Linked DNA regions of Zea mays: region 2 is linked to region 1. The links are chromatin contacts, called in public Hi-C maps. All regions are on one chromosome and are shown on one strand. Each heading gives the region's core, a stretch centred on a gene start, on an enhancer-like site or on the middle of the called end of the contact. The rest is flanking DNA. Distances are from core to core; before and after follow the strand shown. Region 1 has its middle 5.1 kb from the start of LOC103643939. Region 2 holds the start of LOC103643942 (SCARECROW-LIKE protein 7).

The links. A called contact is a pair of places that touch in the nucleus more often than the background predicts.
Region 2: a contact with region 1 is called in a Hi-C map of ear, with 2.3 times the contacts expected there. The contact joins the promoter of LOC103643942 here to the enhancer-like site in region 1. A contact is called at or near these places in 3 of 25 Hi-C or Micro-C datasets (ear, leaf and tassel).

Annotation. Positions count from the first base shown.
Region 1 is chr1:276,947,594-276,950,779 of Zm-B73-REFERENCE-NAM-5.0, reverse strand. No RefSeq gene overlaps it. Among protein-coding and RNA genes, the nearest start is that of LOC103643939, 5.1 kb to the left of the region's middle. Within about 2 kb of position 1,554, at least 20 of the 20 cell types and tissues checked have an H3K27ac peak or open chromatin away from gene starts, as enhancers often do. A contact at or near this core is called in ear, leaf and tassel, where this site is marked.
Region 2 is chr1:277,026,896-277,030,397 of Zm-B73-REFERENCE-NAM-5.0, reverse strand. LOC103643942 (SCARECROW-LIKE protein 7) reads right to left here and starts at 2,157. Exons shown (of 1, transcript XM_008667112.4): 1 at 71-2,157. The coding sequence starts at 1,833. The coding sequence ends at 178.

The sequences.
Region 1 (3,186 bases), core at 305-2,804:
TCGTCTCTACACGTGCGCCGGTCTGAAAATGTTTGTGCCTACGCTGAACACCAATCCCCGGTCAACAGTACTAGTAGATATTTGTAATAAGCAATGGCGGTGTCGGGACGTGAATCTCGAGCCTGACGCTGGGGAAGCGTGCGATGCGCTCTCTGGACGTATATGAGTTGGGGAAAAACGAAGGGGAACCATGATTTGGTCTCTACCGTACCGACCTCACAGGTTCCACTGCACTCAGGTTTCAGTTGGGTTTAAAAACTTTTCTCTCTGTCGGTTTGTGGTTTTCCTACTACCAGGTTTCAATTGTGAACCAGGTTTCAATCGTGAACGAGCTAGCCTTGGGATGGGCATGAGTGGCCTTTCGTTTTTATTGGCCTATCAGGGTTCGTGACTCGCAATGACTCACATTATTTACAGCCTTTCGTGAATTCGTGGTGAGATAGAAAGCGCCAAAGAAAATACGAAAAGTGACCGCACCAACGGGCGCCAAGTTCCAAAGACGGAGGCAAATCCAGCAACTGAAAGCCCCGAAAACGCCGCGCGGTCAAGCGCCGCCTTTCACACCAAGTGACGAGCCAGCGAGGAGTGCCCGCGAGTGCGGACATCGCCATCGCCGTCGCCGACGCCCACCGCGCTCGCGCCAGGGCGCCAGGCCCTGCCGCCGTCACCAACCAACCCGACTGGCGCGCGCCGTCGACCGCCCGCCCCCCCGCGCGCGCACAGCGGTCGCCGGTCAGACCTCTAGCTGACTAGACTAGCTCGATCGCGCGCGTCCCTGTCCGGGACGTGCGCCGCGCCACTCACCACTGGCTTGAACGCGCTTTATTAACTAGTAGCTGGTCTCCAGCGACCAGACGACGGCGTGACAAAATGTCGCCGTCGTGCAGCTGGCTCGCGATCGGCAAAGGCGGGCGGGCGGGCGGTGCCTGTTTTGGTCGCGCTCCGGGCCGAAAGCTGCGGAGCCGCCGCGTAGATTTTGGGTGGCGTCCGACGGCGGACTGATGTGTGCTGTCTGAAAACTGGCACCGGGAGCTGCTAGCTGCGGTGTTGGCCGGGCAGTTGACATTGACAACAACGCAACTTGACGAGATCGGGCTCGGGATGTCTGATGTTTCTCAAGGGTGCGTCATCAGATGTTGGCACGTTGCTTGGCGCACTGCATCGCTTATGTCGAGAGATTAGCTAGTACTACAGCCCCGGTCCAGTGATCTATCATCTGGATATATCTTTCGTGCACGCAGCTGTGGTTACCCGACCCGAAATCCGGAAATCATGCAACTCTAAGTTGTTGCTAATCCGTCTGTTAGGCGGTAGTCGACCAAGTGATTAGTCGTCGCATCCATCGTTCTTACTCTTGGTTACCTATTTGTCGTCTTATATACACTCAAATCTCGCATATAATAATTTGATCGAATAATATGGTCACTGATCAGGTGTAGAGTGTAGACGTGTGCAGTTTTAGTTTAGCAGTATCGCAGATTATGCTACAATTGGACCCATCAGGCCCCAGTCCATCAGCGACGATCCAGGCCCCCGGAAATACAAGCACAGCGTTCATTAGGCCGTAGGCCCAATAGCCAGCCCAGGTCGAATCGATCACATCGACATCCACCAGTACTCCAGTACATCACACGCATATTCGCTGTTTCGTTCGTCTTGCGGGTAATTGCGAGTTATAGGGCCAGTTTAGAAACCTTATTTTCTCAAAAGAATTTTTATTTTTTAAATAGAAATTAATTTATCTTTTCTTTGGAAAAATAGAAATTCTTTGAAAAATTAAAGTTTCTAAACTATCCCTTACGATGAGATTCTTACGATGAGATTTTAAGGAGACAATAAGTTCTCTGGATTTTAGAAATTGACATAAGCAAGTTGCGGTATTTTTTTATCAAAGGATTCTCCATTTTTAGTATTTTCATAACAGAAGTGCATCCGAATTCAAAGGTAACAGACAGACCACATGGGGCAATCTGAGACTGAGGGCATCGTCCGCAACCAGCAACATAGCGTTTTAATAGAGAGCACTGAGCACGACCCTGACTTAGAGACGATACTCTCACGAACGCTTCCAAGTTTGCAGGATAATTGCATCACCAAGGAGGCGAACTGCAGATCCACGACATACAGATAACACCCACGTAGGGGCCAACATTCTCATAGCAACGAAAAACTAAAGCAGATACCCTAACATCACACAAACAGGTTCCTAGAAAACAACCAAAACACTTGCAAGCCTTGCGACTTTACACCGGATCGCGTCACTCTTCTTCATCCTCTTCAAAATCTTCAACCTTCTGGTTGTCATCAGGAGCATCTAACTTGACACTTGCTGCCCTAACAAGGAGTTTAGCACCCACTTTAATTAAGTCTTGGAGCTCTTTTTGCTTAAACATGCCCCCCCCCCCCCCCCCCCCCCCCCCAAAAAAAATCATCAGAGCACAAGCATGACATATGATTTCTTTAGGGGATTTGTTTAAAATCCTTTCAAAGCACATTTTATTTCTCGATTTCCAGATGGCCCAGCAAATAGCTGAGACAGGCACAGTGTAAATTTTTTCAAGTCAACAACATATTTGTCCAACCACTTCCAATGTTGGCTCGGATTATCAGGAACCAAACATGTATTAAAAAACTTACCACAATCCCCCAAATCACCCTATCTACAGAGCAGATATAAAAGAGATGACCAATCGATTCAGGTTGGCTACAAAAGCAACATGATAAATCTCCAATCCAATCCTTCTTAACCATCGAGATGACCAATCGATTCAGGTTGGCTACAAAAGCAACATGATAAACCTCCAATCCAATCCTTCTTAACCATCCTGTCTTTAGTTAGAAGCACCTTGTTTTCTAAAAACCACATAAACACTTTTTTTTGGGGGGGGGGGGGGGGGGGGGGGGAGGGGTTAATTTTGCTTTCCATACATGATTCATGTGTGTACCATGTTATGGTTATGATTAAAAATGTGAGTGTAAATAGATTTGACAGTGAAAACCTTCTCTTTACCCCCACTTCCAATCAATATTATCAGGTTCATCCAAAAAATAGTGTGTTAAGCAATTTCAAAGGGAGATTGTTCCTAAAGGCTTCGCACCATATAAAGCAACATGTACTATCCATTCCTGCTTGAATAAAATGTCATCTCCTTCAAACTTTTTTTGATCTCTCTTCGTTCTTCGTGC
Region 2 (3,502 bases), core at 908-3,407, 79 kb before region 1:
ATTGCACTAGCTACTGATCATGTAGTAGGACAAACAATCAAACAAGCTAACAAAAGTACCAATTATACCATCTAGCCATTGCCATCATCTTGGGACAATGCAAAACCAATTTCTCCATTTCTTCGCTGAGCCTATGACAATGCTACATACAACAGCACCAATACACAAAAAAGGGACTCACCGCCAAGCAGACACGGTGAGCAGCGGCCGCTTCTCCCAAGCCAGAGATAAGAACGCTGGTGGTAGCTCAACAAGCGAATACTTGTACTTCGAATCGTAATTCCAAAGCAAAAGATCAGCCTGGCTCATGGCGTAGTTGCTGAGTTTGACGGGTTCAAAGCCACACCACTCCATCAGCGTCTGCCACTCCCTACTAGCCGCCATCCTATCGGTCCTCTCAGCGCCTTCCTCTGGCCCAATGGCCCTTCTAATGCGCTCCCCAAACATGCATCGCTCCACCCTCACCCTCTCCGGTGAGTCCCGTGGCATCGCCACATCAAGTGACTCGAACACTGGCTTGTAATACAACAGTGCATTGGAAAACCGGTCGACGAACCCAGCTCGGTTCAGACTGACCTCATACTCGCCAAGGGTGACGACTGATGGATCGAGTGACTTAACCAGCCGGAGGACTCGCCGCACGGGCTCATCGGAGTCGCCAAGAAGGTGGTACAACTGGAGCATGAAATTGACGGCTACAGTCTCGTCAGGCTCAACCAAGAAATCCGACCGATCCAGCTCGTGCACTGACCGCAGCAATGGGACAAACTCGAACTCCACCCCGAGAAGCTTTGCGAAGTCGCGGAGACGGGCACTGGTTGCGGCGAGGGACGTCGCTGGCTTTGGCCCCAAGTACGGCGAGGGTAAACCGGAGATACGCACTCGGGACGGCTTCTCCCCTGGGCGAGTGGCGAGCGCCTGGAGCAGCGCCGCCCATTGGATACCCTGCACGATCCCGAAGTCAACGATATGGATCTTGGTCGCCGTGCCCGTAGCCTCCAGGATGGCCTGGTTGGCGGTCAGGTGCGCGAACTTGGAGTAGGGGCAGGCGTCATTGAGTGTCTTGTAGCAGAGCGTGAGCTCGTCGGTGGCGAAGCGCGCGTCCACCGCCGTCAAGGGTTGCGCTTGCGCCCCGCCGCCGCAGGCCAGGCGGCGCGCCAGCGCGTCCCCGAAGTAGAACGCCACGCGCTCCGCGGGGTCCCCATCTTCGGAGGCGGCAGCACGCACCTTGACGAGCTCTACGGCCGCGAGCCCTGGGTCAGCGGCCGCTGTACGGGAGCAGGCGAGGAGGGACTGGAGGATGGGCGCGGAGCAGGAGGCGTCCAAGGAGCTCGGAGAGGAACACGCTGCCGCCGTTGCGACGGCGGCAGGCTGGGGAAGCGACGCGCGAGTGGCGGACTCGGGCTGGGCCGCCGCGTCGACGGGCGGCGGCGGGGTGGTGAAGATGAGGCGCTCGAGGTCGGAGTCCGCGAAGACCGGTGCGTCCCCGATGAGGCTGTCCATCCACACATCGGAGTCGAAGTCCGCGGCGGCGGAGAGGTCCGGGAACACCGCGTCGGCCGGGGACGTTCCGACGAAGGCGTCAGGGAAGAAATGGTCCGCCTGGGACCACGCGCCGCCGCCGTACGGTAGGGATGCCGCCGGGATCTGGCCGTGCGGGGAAGCCGGGGCCGGGGCCGGCGGCATCGGCGGCGCCTGGCGCGGCGGGAGCGGGAGCGGGAGCGGCGGCAGGTGGTGGTGGTGCCTCTGGTGCTGCTGTTGCTGCTGCTGCTGCTGAATCACCTGCTGCGCGATGGCCATGAGGTTGCCGCTGTCCGCGCACATGTACGCCATGGCGCTCCCCTCCGTTTCCAGTGGGAGAATCGCAGAATGGTGGGTGGGGAGCGGCGCGGCCGTGGAATTCGAAAGTGCTGTTTTGGGAGAATGGATGGAATGGGGGAGAGCCGGTGCAGAGGATCTCGTCGCGGAGAGCCGGAGAGGGGGGACGGCGGGGTTGAGCGGCGGCAGGGGATTTAAAACAGTGGCGCGGGCACTGTAGTGGCAGTGGCACACTCGCAGGCATTATGCGGAGCGCAATTACGGGACTGTCCTCCGGCGAACAGAATCCTAGAGTTAGTAGCCCCTGCCCTCCCTGCCTGCGTGCGTAGAGTGGACTGTATGTATGTCCACTTTGGTGGTCACCAGGCCTCAACGGTAAAATGAGAGCCAGTGATGAGGGAGGTGCGGCTGTCCTTCAACTGCGCCGATCAGGTGCGGGTGCGAGTGCGCCGATCAGAGATTGTATAATCCGGAGCCTTTGAAATGATTTTTTATAAGAAACGAAACATCTATAGTTAATAATTAACCAGCTAATAAATTATTAGCTAGGTTACACAAGCTAATGAATTAATTATCAGTTCTGAGGTAGCTAACAATTAGTTGCGGTATTAAAATTACCATGTTTGGTTTAAGAAACAAGTTCTTCCCCTTGATTTGTTCTTGTTGGGTAGTCCTTGCGTCCTTTCAATGTAGTCTTGAAGTACATAATTACATATACAATTTCTTCCTTATTAAGTCCACCTGCCTCCACTTGCGCCAGCTTGTTTGGGAGTGAAAGTCGCCTACAGGGGGTGAATAGACAAATCTGAAATTTATAAACTTTAAGTACAATCTATAAGTCAGGGTTAGCGTTAGAAATAAAGTCGAGTCCGAAAGAGAGAGTGAAAACAAATCACAAGCAAATGAAAGCGGATGACACGGTGATTTGCTTTACCGAGGTTCGGTTCTTGCAAACCTTGAATTTTTCTCAAACTCGCTCTAAATTCAAAATGAATTTCAAATTTCATTTCAAAATGTTTGTTTGCGAGTTGATATCAACAAATATAATATAGTGGTCTATATTCTCTCTAAAATTCTCCTCAAAATATCCTACAAATATTTCCCCAGTGATCCCCTCAAATTGTTTCCAGAAATACTGCCCAGATATTTCCCTAGTGATCCCCTTCAAGTTATTCCTAGAAATACTGTCCAAATATTCCACCGATATATCTCCAAGTATTTTTCCTCTTGAGAAATACCTTCAGAATCATTTTTCAAGTCCCTATAAATATTTTCTTCGTAACTTTCCTCATGCTCATACGTATACGTATGCCTCCAGTGTCATACGGTGAGCTCTACAAGCTAATTACACTCATACAAGACAAATACATGCTAACCTCCCACTAATTCTCTCATTCTCCCACTAATCCTCTCATCCCTCTCCCTAATCCCCCACCATGGCTATAAATAGAGGGGCAAGGGCCTCCTCTCATCCCACCCCAAGCCATTTCATGGCAACTCTCCCCCCCCCACCCCCACACACGCCCACTCCATCTCCCACACAAGCACACACTAGCATAAGGATCGTTCGGTCGTTCTTCGATCGTTCGTCCCTCTATTCTTAGTTTGTTCGTTCGTTCGTCTAATCGTTCGATCGTTCGTCCGATCGTTCATGGTTCGTTCGTCCGATCGTTCGATCGTTCGT